Linked DNA regions of Ovis aries: region 2 is linked to region 1. The links are chromatin contacts, called in public Hi-C maps. All regions are on one chromosome and are shown on one strand. Each heading gives the region's core, a stretch centred on a gene start, on an enhancer-like site or on the middle of the called end of the contact. The rest is flanking DNA. Distances are from core to core; before and after follow the strand shown. Region 1 has its middle 50 kb from the start of IYD. Region 2 overlaps PLEKHG1 (pleckstrin homology and RhoGEF domain containing G1).

What was found. A called contact is a pair of places that touch in the nucleus more often than the background predicts.
Region 2: a contact with region 1 is called in a Hi-C map of hypothalamus, with 4 times the contacts expected there. The contact joins two enhancer-like sites. A contact is called at or near these places in 3 of 16 Hi-C or Micro-C datasets (hypothalamus, liver and tail adipose tissue).

What each region holds. Positions count from the first base shown.
Region 1 is chr8:75,363,402-75,370,684 of ARS-UI_Ramb_v3.0, forward strand. No RefSeq gene overlaps it. Among named protein-coding and RNA genes, the nearest start is that of IYD, 50 kb to the left of the region's middle. Within about 2 kb of position 2,625, at least 16 of the 54 cell types and tissues checked have an H3K27ac peak or open chromatin away from gene starts, as enhancers often do. A contact at or near this core is called in hypothalamus and liver, where this site is marked.
Region 2 is chr8:75,616,964-75,624,246 of ARS-UI_Ramb_v3.0, forward strand. PLEKHG1 (pleckstrin homology and RhoGEF domain containing G1) reads left to right here. Exons shown (of 17, transcript XM_042253622.2): 2 at 1-4,710. The coding sequence starts at 4,326. Among named protein-coding and RNA genes, the nearest start is that of TRNAW-CCA, 8.4 kb to the left of the region's middle. Within about 2 kb of position 3,623, at least 9 of the 54 cell types and tissues checked have an H3K27ac peak or open chromatin away from gene starts, as enhancers often do. A contact at or near this core is called in hypothalamus and liver, where this site is marked.

The DNA of each region.
Region 1 (7,283 bases), core at 1,375-3,874:
CAACAACAACAACAAAACAGTAAATAAATCAACAAACATCAACAGCTATTTGAAATATTCTATTTTCGTTTTAAAAATCCATGTTTTAAAATGTTGGCACATTTCCACTTTTCCAATGTTTCCAAAAGTTGCTGAGATGTTTTCCTTGGTCTTGCTTCCTTCTCACGTCAGCTATTTTACCATTCTGTACATTTCTATGTTTTTGTAGATTCCATATAAAATGTGCAGTCATTTCAAAGCAACTTACAAAAAAAAAAAAAAAAAAAAAAACACCTCTGGATATTTTCTATTCTTTCTTCCCTGAGTTCCTTCTGACTCTTTCCTTGTGGGTGATAGAGTTGAGAGTGTAAGTGGTTGATCGGAGAATTGCGCATAAGTAGGGAAATTTGAGAGCTGGGGACAACTTTAGGTGGATGTTGATGACCTTCAGAACACAAGTCAGAGAGAACAGGAGACTCCAAGTAAATACGAATCAGATACAGAATGAAGTAAGTCAGAAAGAGAAAAACAAATACCGTATATTAATACATACATGCAGACTCTAGAAATCCTATTTCCAAAGCAGAAGGAGAGACACAGAGGAAAAAAATAATGGACACCAAGGGAGAATGTAGGGGGTGGGATGAGTTGGGAGACTGGGATTGACGTATATTTGCTAGTGTGTATAAAAGTATAAAATAACTAATGAGAACCTACTGTACAGCGCAGGGAATGCTATCTGGTGCTCTGTGGTGAGCTAAATCAAAGGCAATCCAGAAAAGAGATATATATACACATATAACTGATTCACTTTGCTGTATGGTAAAAAGCAACATAGCTTTGTAACATAGCATTGTAAAGCAACCATATGCCAATAAAAATTTAATTTAAAAAATGGTTTAAAGAAAGAGAGAGTCAGAGTTGGTGTGGGAAGTCTTCACATTTAGAGTAACTAGATTTACAAAAACCGCCCCCCACCCCACAATTTCAGAGCAAGAGATTCGGCAGGTCAATGTTATTGCTTTATGGCAAACATCAGCTGTTGGTTATTTGAAGGATGGCTACTGAGTTTAGGGATTCTTCTCTCTCTTTATTAGCTGCCACTAGTACTACTATCACTACCTCTTAGTACCTTGAAAACAGAAGGGAGATGTCTGTAACTGCTTTGGAAGGCAGGAACTATCTGCAGAGCTGGTGGGTGTCTTTGGTGTCCAGACACAATACACACTTTGACATTGAATGGATGCCTTTAGATGATGAAATCAGGCATTTGTGTGAAGTTCGTAAGTTTTCACTCATCATTGGCTTACATAATTTGGAAATACCCTACATGTGGTTGCCACAAAAATACTTTTTCAATCCCCTTTCATTGCCGTTGATGGGAAATTGAAAGCATCTTGCTGAATTGAATCCATTTCCAAGTGAAGGTAGGTATTGTGACTCCACCAGGTGGCGCACGCATGCTAGATCAGGACTTCATATAGATAAGGACAAAGACACCAATGTAATCAGATACTATCTTTTCTCTCTCCCCGGGCAACCCCCGAATTTTCCTGTGTGTTCGTAATTTACGTTTCTAGATCATGTAAATACAGATGTGCTAGAGTTAGTCACCCGAATCAACTGTTCAGTGTCTAAGGCTAGGTTGTAAAAACGATCACTCTCCTTTGTTTTCAGCTCAAGTATTCTGACTATTCCTTTGCCACAGATTCCTTTATTTTTCATCCACTTCCATCAGTGGTCTGGGTCTCTTTTCTTTCTTACACATACTGATGGAGAGGAAAAACATACTCTCGAACGTTCTGGAAATTTTCTTGTATAGTACATCAATTCCCCAACCCTCTTAAAGATGCCATTCATTTTATTTTTATTTTTTTTTTTTTATTTTTTTAGTTTTTTATTTTTTAAATTTTAAAATCTTTAATTCTTACATGCATTCCCAAACATGAACCCCCCTCCCACCTCCCTCCCCATAACATCTTTCTGGGTCATCCCCATGCACCAGCCCCAAGCATGCTGCATCCTGCGTCAGACATAGACTGGCGATTCAATTCACATGATAGTATACATGTTAGAATGTCATTCTCCCAAATCATCCCACCCTCTCCCTCTCCCTCTGAGTCCAAAAGTCCGTTATACACATCTGTGTCTCTTTCCCTGTCTTGCATACAGGGTCGTCATTGCCATCTTCCTAAATTCCATATACATGTGTTAGTATACTGTATTGGTGTTTTTCTTTCTGGCTTACTTCACTCTGTATCATTCATTTTATTTTGCATGTAAGGGGCTCAGCTTTTGGAAAGACGTTAGAGAAATGTCCCAAGATACAAAGCAAATGATAGCTCTCTTTATTCAGCTTTATTTGTCTTTGCCTTTTGAAAAAAGAGGAAGTGGGGGGAAGAGGAAATATTCCCAGCCTGAATCTGAACCAGCAAGACCAGCCATGTTACGAGCCTGTCCTGTGGTCACTGAGATTTGCCATCTCCCAGTCTAACCCCCCCTCCCCCGCCCCGCCCCAGCCAGCACTCCCTCTAGAGCGAGACACAGGCCCCCAGAGGAAAAGTTTGGTAGGACATCCTGTGGACCAAGTCCAGAGCCAATAAAGGGAACTAAGAGACTTAGAGGCCGGAAGAGAGAAATGAGATTTAGCTAGTCTGACATCATCAAGCCACAAACGTGGCCACAGAAAGGCTCCCTGTGTGGAAGTGGAAAGCAGGGCAGCCTGGGGGCTGGCAGGCCCACCTCCTGGCTGGGGCCCTGCTGCTGAGCCAAGAGATGGAAGGAGAGGCCCCCTGGGGTGTTGGTGGCTCCTGGAGTGGCTGGTGTGAAGGGACAGTAGATCCAAGAGGGTGAAAGATGGATGGAATAAAGGGGACACATTGACCGTGCTTTCCTCAGTTTCCTCGTGGTGCTCCATTAACACAAGGAGAAGACAAAAATTCACAGTCTAAGTCACAAAATAAGGGTGTGATCTAGTTTTTTATAGAGCAGCATTGAGAAATAGTCCTTGATTATGCAGACAGCATTTTAGGAACTGTTCGTATTTATAAGTCTGTTATTGAAGTTTTCAGAGCTGACCTTTAATTCCAGAAGTATATGGTTAAAGGTTGTTTTTTTTTTTTAATTGGTTCAGTCCTTGGGATATAAAAAGAACCTTGTGGTCCTCTGACATTCATAAAGAAGTAAAGTTATTTTAATTTTTGAATATACTGGATCAATTTGTATACAGGATATCATTTTTAATAACCTTTATTTACTTTTATTTTTAATCCCTACATTCCTTTTTTTTTATCCAGGTGTCATGTCATATGTTGTAACATCATATAATACATTTGTACCTCATAAGCTACAACCCAGAAGGCAACATTTTTCCCCCCAAAGGCCTTCAACAGCTGTCACCAACCCGTTATAAAGATCCAGAACAGTCTGGGGCTTTGTTGTTGTTATTAGTTTAAAAATGAAATATCTTATGAGAAAGCACAAATACAAAAGAAAGTAGGCAGGGATTCAGTTTTGGAAAAATTAAGTTCAATTCTAGGATGGCAAAGATTTACGTAAGATTTATACTTTGCATGAGTCATAGCAAGCAGTGCTGGCCACATGAACAAAGACCTGAAAGTTTCAGTGGTTTAACAAAGCAGAGGTTTATTTCTCACTTTCTTCACAACTTAACATGGGTCTCTCAGGAGAAAGGCAGGGAGCCCTGCTCCAGGCATTCAGGGATCCAGGCTTTTTTCAGTTAGTGGCTCTGCCATTTTTGGTGCCTTGGTTTCCTCTATCAGGGCTTTGCATTCGATCAGCAGTCAGGAGAGGAGGATGGGTAAATCCTGTTTCATTTAACTGCCTCGGTCTGGAGGTAATGTGCAACACTTCCATTTACCTTCCGTCAATAAGAACCAGTTTCAGGAATTGGAAGAAGAGAACTTGGATATTGATGTAAAATAGTCCAATGTTCACTACAGAAGCGTGTGTGTGTGCCAAGTTGCTTCAGTCGTGTCCAACTCTTTGCGACCTCATGGACTGTAGCCCACCAGGCTCCTCTGTCCAGGGAATTATCCAGGCAAGAGTACGGAAGTGGGTAGCCATTCCCTTATCAGGGAATCTTCCCAACCCAGGGATTGAACCCAGGCCTCCCACATTGCAGGAGGATTCTTTACCATCTGAGCCACCGGGGAAGCCCATTTACTATACATACTCACCAGCAATATAGAGTTTGGTAAGATACAAAACTATTGTTAAAACTATTTGTCTCAGGGTGGGAAATGTCATGTTCCACTCCCCAAAAACCAGTCCACTCATACCAGACCCAGTCAGGCACAAGCAAAATCTAGCCTTGGAAAATAGCTTTCTGTTTTTAGCATTTGTCTAGATTAAGGGATCTTGATGAAGTTTGGATCAAGGAAGTTTTTCTATAAAACAGCATACATAATTTTTTTTAAGTTGTTTTAATCTAGCCCTTAAGAAAACAGGCTCTAAGTCCTTTGTTGCCATGTCCGGTCTACAAGATGGCTCCAGTGATTTCTGCCTCCTGATAGTTACACCCTGGAACCATTTCCTGCCATGCTGCAATGGGGCTGACTTGGGTAACCACAGACATGGTGAAAAGGAAAGAATGTGACAGTGAGGACCATTGCAGCTTCCACCTTGTTATCTCTTGGCACAATCCAGCTGCCATGTTGTAAGGACATCCAGGAAGCCCTGGTGGAGGAAGCTACCAGGCATGAAGCTGAGTGCTTGTGGTGAATGGGTGAAAAAAATCCCTGTGAAGAAGAAAGATCCTAAGCAACATGATGGATTCAGAAGCTCATGAAAAGAGGCCACCGATCCTAACATCTTCAAAATAAGATCTATCACGCCATATTACAAATACTGGTGAAATGAAGCAGTGAAATACACACACACACACACACACACACACACACACACACACACACACACACACGGAGAGATCCACCTGAGGAAGAAAGGAGATAGGCTGCTAACCCCCAGCACCAACTTCTGAACCACTGTGTATGCCATTTTGAATCAAATCCTCCAACTCCAGTTGGGACTTCAGGTGACCATAGCCTTGGTTGACCTCTTGACCATCATCTTCTGAGAGAGCCATAGACAGGACCATTCAGCTAAGTGAAGTGAAAGTGAAGGTCACTCAGTTGTGTCTGACTCTTTGTGACTGCATGGACTGTAGCCTACCAGGCTCCTCTGTCCATGGAATTCTCCAGGCTAGAATACTGGAGTGGATAGCCATTCCCTTCTCCAGGAGACCTTCCCAACCCAGGGATCGAACCCAGGTCTCCCCATTGAAGGCAGATTCTTTACCAGCTGGGCCACCAGGAAAGCCTGGAATGGGTAGCCTATCCCTTCTCCAGTGGGTGTTCCCAACCTAGGAATTGAATTGGGATCTTCTGCATTGCAGGCAGATTCTTTACTAGCTGAGTTATGAGCTAAGCCACTCTCCAACTCCTGATCTATAGCAATGGAGTGAAATGATAAATGTTTATTTTTATTTTTATTTTTATTTTTTTTTATTTTGAACCACTAAATTTAGGAGCAATTTGTTCTGTACCAATAGCTAACTAAAATGCAGATCCCCAAGCTCCCCTGGCCATTCTGAGCTGTAAGCTTGAGATGAGGCTGGTGATTCTGAGGCAGAAGGACACCTCTGGCTCTCAGGAGAGTTCTGTGGCAGGGAAATGCCTTCCCCTTCACAGTCTCCATGTTTTAAGAGTCCCTCTCATTTCTAGAGCTCTCGTATGTTCCAAGTACATGATGCTTCTTTTTGCCCCATAATCACTGCTTCCTTCTCTCTAGATCAGGTAACTGTCTGGTTCACAGTGTAACCTACACACTGCTTTCTTATTTACAGTGACCTGTCTCCCTGCATGTGTGTGTGCTAAGTCACTTCAGTCATGTCCAACTCTTTGCAACCTCATGGACTGTAGCCCACCCAGCTCCTCTGTCCATGAGGTTCTCCAGGCATGGTTACTGGAGTGGGTTGCCATGCCCTCCTCAAGGAGATCTTCCCGACCCAGGAATCAAACCCTTCTCTCAATCAAATCCTGCATTGGCCGATGAGTTCTTTACCCCACTAGCACCACCTGGGAAGCCCATTTCCCTGCAAGGCCCAGGCAAACCAGGGGAGATGGCTCAGATACCACCCCAGAACACCCAGCTCCACCCAGGGGCCACTCAGAGCCTCGGCCCTCACCCGGCTGGGAGTACAGGGCCAGGCTTGGAGCCCAGGAGCAGGGAAGCTCCAGCTCTGCTCTGGGGGACTAAGCTGTTAGTAGGAACTCAGGCACAAAAGCAGGTCATTGCCAAATGCTTTGGGGATGGAGCTGCGTCTCAGTGGCAGGGCACTTGACTGGAAAATCCTTTGGGAAGAGATGAAAAAATGGAAACTGATCCCAGGGGAACACAGACAAAGGATTTTTTTTTTCTTTTTTTTTTTTTTGCCAAATGTGCCCAACATTCAGAGAAGTTTCCTGAAGATACCACCTGACCTGGCTGTGAAGAGCTAATACTAGTCTAAATCAAGGAATTGTCAAACTACATGCTGCTGCTGCTGCTAAGTCGCTTCAGTCGTGTCTGACTCTTGTGCGACCCCACAGACGGCAGCCCATCAGGCTCAACCGTCCCTGGGATTCTCCAGGCAGAACACTGGAGTGGGCTGCCATTGCCTTCTCCAATGCATGAAAGTGAAAAGTGAAAGTGAAGTCGCTCAGTCGTGTCCAGCTCGCAGCAACCCCATGGCCTGCAGCCTTCCAGGCTCCTCCATCCATGGGATTTTCCAGGCAAGAGTGCTGGAGTGGGATGCCATTGCCTTCTCCGTCAAACTACATACCATGAGCCAAATTCAGATAGTGCCTGGTTTTCGTACAACCCAAGACCTGAGAACAATTTTTACATTTTTAAATGATTGGGTGGAAAAATCAAGAGAAGAAGACTATCTTACAACATGTGAACATGATTTGAAATTCCAGTTCTTCATATCTCAAAATCAAGTTTTGGTGGAACCCAGAATGCTTAATTATGTATTGTCTATGACTGCTTCCATGTGTGTTGCCCCCACAGAGACCCTGTGGCAGGCAAATCCTCAAATGTTTACTCTCAAGCCCTTGAGAGGGACCTTCTGTCTCAGCAGAAAGTGATGACTTCCTTCCCAGATAGAAGGGACATGCAGGAGAGGCTCCAGGTGAGAAAGTCCATGGAAAGCTGCCCACTATGGGTACTGTGATCTGGGCATGGAGGCGAGGCAGAGAGAGGAGGAAATGAGGCCAGGGCCACATCATGGAGAGGTCAAG
Region 2 (7,283 bases), core at 2,373-4,872, 250 kb after region 1:
GACCTTCCCCTTCCATCCAAGTTCTGAACCAATTTGGAATTTGAAACAAAGGAGCAAGGCAGATAGAGTCTAAACCTCCACCTTTATTACCGATAAAACCAATGTTGGAGATTGTGTCTTACACCTTTGAGCAGGTGAGCATCCCGATACTGAACTCAGCATCAAAAGCCTTCCCGCCAGTGGGCTGAACAGGGACAACCCTCCCCACATAGAAGCGGAGCTTTCCTGCAAGTAAAGCAAAACCAGTGCCACCTGTGGGTAGGCAGCTCTCTGCCAAAAGAATTAAAATCTAATTCCTGCTTCCTGCCCCCAAGAGAAATGTGTGTGAGGAGTCAGAGAGACCAGCAGCTCTTGGAGCCCCGCTCAAATGGAAGAAATTCTCCACATAGCCAGCCCTCTGCCCAGCAGCTCCTCTTGAAAGAATAGTGAGAGGTAATATATTTGCTTGCAAAGAGTCGGACATGACTTAGCAGCTGAACAGCAACATATATTTGCTACAGAGATGGAAGCTATTCTTGGTTCTGGTCACTCAGTGCACATTTTAGTAGCTGACAGCCGTATCATCACAGCTTGTCATGCCTTTACACAATCAGCAGTTGCCAAGAGCCCTCTGTGTGACCAGAACCAGGTCCTGAGACCTTAGGAAGAAGCATGTGGCCTGTTCGGCCCTCACGCTCTTCAGAAGGCGGATGGGGATGGTACTGATGTTTCTGAAATTTAGAAAATAGTTGGTAACTCATGGACACCATAGGAAATTAGAAGCAAATATCCGTGAACTGAAGTTTATCATGAGACGTATATTGGCTTCTCCGGAGCCTTCAGCATGACTCTGGGTTTCTAGATCTGCTGTCTAAAGAAAAAGTGTGTTTCCTTCCCCAGTGTGCCCCTTTTCAGGAGTGGAGGGGGAGGGTGTCTTATAATAAGTCTGATGGGGGGAGATGACCTCATGGGCTCGCGTTGTCCTTCGCTTCCTGGCGGGTGCACGGTGGCCTCTGGCGGGTCTCTTTCAGGAAGTGGATGTGTAGGACCTGGGAAGGGTGGGGTTGCCCTCCACAGGCAGGACATTACTCTTCTTCCTCTTCCTGACCACATTTCCCACAGCCGTCCTGGTCATTGCTCAGCTTCCTGTCGGGGAAAACCTTGGCTACTGAGCGTCCACCTGCTACCACCAGCAAACTAAGGATGACAGAGAGTTCCGAGCTGTGTCGAAAGCTTGAGTCCACATAGACCCTTTGACAGTGGTACCCGGGGCCTCAGACATCTGAAGTGAAGATGGAGCCGGTTTTTTGTTTGGTTTTGTGGGGGGGAGGGGACAGTGAATGGGATAGGAAGCTGCCGCCTGGGCCAATCGTGTTCTGGGCATGGAGTGCGGGGATTCCGAGGGGCCCTGAGGTGGAGAAAAGACAAGGCAGTGTCATGGGACGGCTGCTGCAGCCAGGGTGGCCTTGGGAGCAGAAGCAGCAAGGGGGCTTCTCGGGAGGATGAGGGGGCCAGGCAGCCTGATGTGTGTGCAGATGAGGGGTGAGCGTTGGTTTACCATATCGAGCACACTATGAGCTGGCAACACACCTGGCTCCCCTGCTGTCACCAAGGTAATGAAGGTCCCAGACGTCAGGAAGCCTGCATTTACGACTTCCCTGGCAGTCCAGTGGGTAGGACTCTGTGCTTCCAATACCCAGGGCGTGGGTTTCATCCCTGGTTGAGGAACTGGATTCCACACGCTGCAGGACGTGGCCAAAGCAAATCAGTTGATTAATTTAAAAAAAAAGAAGAAGCAGCCCATGTTCAAGTAAGTTTATTTCTTCAGACCTTCCTTAATCCATCCAGGCTGCTAGGTCAAGTAAGTTTATTTCTTCGGACCTTCCTTCATCCATTTCAGGCTGGCAGGGAGAGCTAGGGAAAAGGCAGGCTCCCGGGCAGTTTTAGACCTGGGAGAGCAGTCATTTCAGGGTGAGCCCTGGGAATCTGTATTTTATAAAATGTTTCTGATACGCACTGGATTTGAGGCAGCTGGCTGAGTGGGACAGATGGATGCCCCAGAGGGGGACAAGTGCTATGGTTGTGAGCGTGAGGATTGTCTGAGAACAGGAGCTGTATACTGCCTTGAACGTGGAGGACTCAGGGCTGGCACACGGGGAGTGTTATTTCAGGTATCCACTGGCTCCGTGTACTGCCTTTCTCATAGGTCCCCGTCTCACCTCAGGGACTGACAGCAGCTGTGCAGGGACCAGGGCCTGAGGTGGAGCAGTTTGCTGTACTTCCGACCCTGGCCCCTGTGTCTCCCGCCCTGGACTTCTGATTGGCCTGCTGGGGACTGGTGGCTGCTATCTGCAGGGATCTCAGATACGTGGCAGCACTGATGATCGAGCCCCAGAGAAGAGCTCCGTTCGGGGCCATTAGTGGCCCTTCATAGAGCTGATCACTTGCTTTCAGCATCAATGTTATCTCTACCACCTCACCCTGAGGATGAGGCCGGGCAGCTTCTGCTCATCCTGATGGGTTCCTGGAATCCCTACCAGCCTGCATTCCCAGCCCACCCAGCCTCCTGCGACTGGGACAGCGTTCCACCAAGAGATGATCCAGAGTAAACACACTCTGTGCTCCTGCCTCCTGACTCTGTCCCCTGAGGAATTCCGAGTGACACTGGGCCATCCTCAAGACCCCTGTCTCTCGGCTAAGACCAGACCCCAGGCCTGAGCACCTGGCTCCCTGCTGTCCTTCCCTGAGGTCATCCCACTGCCAGGGGGCTGTCCCCAGAAAAAGGCAGGTTCAGCTGTCTTTGGGACTCTGGGGGTCACAGGAACTGAGAGACGGCTGAAGGCCTCTTTGCTCTTTTCCCTGAAGGGCAGGTAGTGTTTCCTGAGTGCCTCTCCCAGCAGAACCCGGCGGGGCCCTGGTGGCGGAGGGGAGGAAGCTGTCCAGGGCAGAGGGAGCCCCTGCTCCAGTGAGGAAGCGGGGAGGGCACAGGACTGGGCCCTCTCAGCAACCACTGTGCCTCCCCAGAGTGACCCCACCCCGTGCCTCAGATGTGTGTCTGAACTCCTCCTGAGGTCACGAGCAGAGATCAGAGATGACAGCTTCCTGCTCTCAGGCCATTTCACATCCCTATCCTTCGTTTCTACATTCCCTCCATCTGCCATGATACCATAGTTTTTCTACTGTTTGGGAAAGTCAAAATAATTAGCAAATGAGGGAAAGTTCAGCTAAATGAATACGTAAAATATGTATCCCCAAAGCGCTACTGCTTTTTAGTACACTGGAGGCTTTTTTTTTAAGTATTGGGATGATTGTGGAGGGATTTGGGGAATTTGCCTACTTCCTGCAAAAACAACCTTGATCTTATCAGATAAGGTGTAGCTGGGGAGGAGAAATAGAGCAAAGTCAGGGAATGGATCATTCCATCTCCATCTGTGTAATCCATAGCAGTCATAAGGACAGAAAATAATGTCAAAAGACCCAGCCTGCCTACAGTTAATTCAGGCTGAGTGAATATAGTGTACCAAGGGATTCTAGAATTTTCTACTGCCTGACACCCCCGCCCCTCCCCAGGTTTAAGGCAAGCATTGGTCTCTAACCAATGTGCACCTGGAATCTTGACCAGTAGGGGGCATAGGTGAGCAGTGTACTCTATGCCCAACACACAAGTCCCACCTTCTCAGTTTGAGGCAATTCCAACTAGCTCACCAGGAGATAGAAAAGAATTAGGTCATCGGGATCTATTCTTTTTTTTTTTTTTCTTTTTTAAAGTTATTGACCATTTACATAATTGTGAAATTTTATTAAATTCCCTTAATCAACTTTCCTCATCCTCAAAAGCTGATATAATTCTGTGGCGTGAACACTCAGACATTAGAAATACTTTTCACATTTTGTAAACAAATTCTGTTTATCTAGACGACTGGTTCTCTTTTGGAAAAACAATTGCCCAAAAGCTGTTCCAATTTAGGGGAGAAAATAAGCTGGGAAAAGAAAAATAGATAGACATGTTCATGCCCCCACCCCACAACTAGTCCCTTTTGTCTGTTTGCCTGTGGGTTTCGGTTTTTTGTTTTATTTTGTTTTAATTTTATGGAAGTGTAGCTGATTTACAATGCTGTGTTCACTTCTGCTGTGCCAACAGAGTGACTCAGTTATATATATGTATATATATTCTTTTTCATAATCTTTTCTATTATGCTTTATCTTGGCTACATTTAAATCAGTCATTTTTAGATGTTGAAAAAGTAGGCTTAATTTCTTTAAGTGAAAAATGAAGAGTCAAAAGAACAAAGCACTTCCCCGCAGGAGATCGGCGCTTCCGTCACACCGAGCATCCTCTCCTCTGGATGGGCTGTCTGCGTAGTGCCCATCTCTGTTTATTCTGTTTTCTGCCCTTGCTCGTCTCATCTCCCACTTTCCCTGGGCCTCCTGAAGGAGGATCCGCAACACAGGATGAGTGTGTGGGTGGAGGCCGAAGACGGGTGAACTGCCCGGACCTGTCTGTCTGGGGTGTAACTCCATCACAGGTGGACGGCGTTCTCCCGACGGTGGCAGCCAGACAGGGCTGTCCATCCCGTCCCGGGCACCTGGCAGGGCCGCGGCCACCTGCGGACATGCTGTCCACAACCATGGTGGGGGCTCTGGTCAGAGGGTGGAGAAATCGAAGCTCTCCTCGAAGGGCAGAATCCAAGCTTCTTATCCCTCAGAGCCAAGATGAAATTCAGACTCCAGGTAGGTTTGTGGCTTTGCTATGACTGCCTAGTTTTCTTTTTAAAGGGTTCAGGAAGGTGATAATGAGCTTAGGAGCTTCCCCACACACACCCCCCTTCAAAGAGAATTGATACATCTTTAGTCTGTTTCTCTTCTCAGGTTATTATAAATTATGGCTAACTCACTGGTGGAAGGTTTATTTTTGCTTTTCCAAGTCAAAGACACAGGGACCTTCAGTGGTTGCACAATGAAAGATCATCATCTCACCTATTTTCCTTCAAAAGCTTTTATTTTAACATGTGTCCTGGTTCTATGATATGTATATTCGACTAGTAGAACAGGAAAGGTTTACTGGCTTTTGGCAAATTCTGGTCCAAGTTGTATCATTTTGGTACTTCTGGTGTGGGAAATGGTAAAAGTAGTTAGCTTCTGGCTTTCCTCATTAATTATTTTTATTTTCTGTTACTCTCGTTTTGAGGCAACAATAGAACTCATGACCAAAATGTAGCTTGCCTGTTAACTTCACTCCAAAGGCTTTGGTGGCCTTCTTTGAAAGAAATTTCCTTTGGAATGAAACTCTTTGGAAACTCCTGATCTCGTTCTGTTCTGTCTGGACCTTGGACTTCTTAAGGATACTTAGAAGGGAACTCTTTGGGCTTGCTGATGTTTGACCTATGAGAGAAGCACAGAGCCGGCAGAGGAAGCAGAGATGAGCTCAGAAAAAATCGACTCCCGGGGGCTTTCGGGGCTGGCCCGCTACCCCTCAAAAGGCTTCTACCTGACTCAGAGCTCTGAGAGGTTCCAAGCAGTGATGGCTGACTATCCCTTCATTTCAACAAATGCGTATGCGCCTCATTTTTCTAGATACTGACTTTCTCTGGTCGCTAGCTAACCTACAGTTGAGAGGTATGAAGATTCAGGTTACAGTTTGTTTTGTTCTGATGGTGGTTTCCGACCATAATTTTCACACTGACGGTATTTAAAGTGAATCAAGTCAAGAGGCTACTGTGAACACGGTCTTACATGTTTATTCATAGCAAGATAGTCAATTCATTGTTTAACCGGATATGAAAAAGATAGAAGGCTCTGCTGTGTTCTAAAGTGCCAAAAGAGTCAGTGATCACTGGTGACATCTGGCAATCAGAAAGAAATGTGAACTGTAGCGTTTCAAATGTTGATCACCTTGTTGCACTCCGGGTACGTTTATTTAAGAATATTCAGAGCTTTACAAGATGACAAAGTAGTATGCTAACAAGTGAGGGATTTTTTTTTAACAGCTTAATTGAGATATAATTTACATGCCATACAATTCACTCATTAAAGGAGGCAATTCAATAATTTCTGGTACATTATATTATTCATTTTTTAAGCTATAGAAAATCTTATATTGCATAAAATTTGCTATTTTGACTATTTAGAAGAGTACAATTTAGTAGTATTAATTACATTCATAATTCTATACAGTCATGACCACTGTCTACTTGTAAAGCTTTCGTCACCCCAAACAGAAACTCTGTAACCATGAAGCAGTAACTCCCTATTCTCTCCTGCCCCCACCTTTGGTCACCTCTAAATTGGAAAAGACTCTGATGCTGGGAGGGATTGGGGGCAGGAGGAGAAGGGGATGACAGAGGATGAGAAGGTTGGATGGCATCACTGACTCGATGGATGTGAGTCTGAGTGAACTCCAGGAGTTGGTGATGGACAGGGAGGCCTGGCGTGCTGCGATTCATGGGGTCACAAAGAGTCAGACACGACTGAGCAACTGAACTGAACCTACTTCCTGCCTCTAGATATGTCCCTAGGTTAGATATTGCATATAAATGGAATCATACAATATTTTTCCTTTCACATCTGGCTTATTTCACTTAGAGTAATGTTTTCAACAGTCATCACAACACGTATCAGAACTTCATTCCTTTTTATGGCTGAAAGGATAGTATGTTTTAATTCTATTTTATTCTCCCTTCCTTAAATATATCTTAATTTCTAACCTGGTCATAGAAAAACCTTGAGACTTTTTTTTGGTCTACTGGTATTTTTATGTTTATTTAAAGTCTGAAAAGACTCTTAGAAAGGTATTTGTTTTCAGTTAGCTTTTTAAAGGCAGGGGCCATAGATTAATCTTTTAAAAATCCTTTTTATCCCCTCATGTCTAGTCCAAGAACTGGTCTACAGTATTCCACAAATTTATCTTGAGCTGGACAAGATGAATAGTTTATAAGGTTTTACTTTTACGTGAGTGAGGTCGCTCAGTTGTGCCCGACTCTTTGCGACCCCATGGACAGTAGCCTGCACCAAGCTCCTCCATCCATGGGATTTTCTAGGCAAGAGTACTGGAGTGGGTTGCTGTTTCCTTCTCCAGGGAATCTTCCCGACCCAGGGGTCGAACCCAGGTCTCCTGCATTGTAGACAGACGCTTTACCGTCTGAGCCACCAGGGAAGTAGGTACCAGCAAAGAGAATTTAAATAAAAAGTAATATAATCTTTATGCTTTAGTTCTTTCTTTACTGGAGAAATGGTATTTTCTTTTGATGTAAAAATTTCCAGCTGCAGTTATTTCACACACCTAGAATTTTATTTCACACGCCATA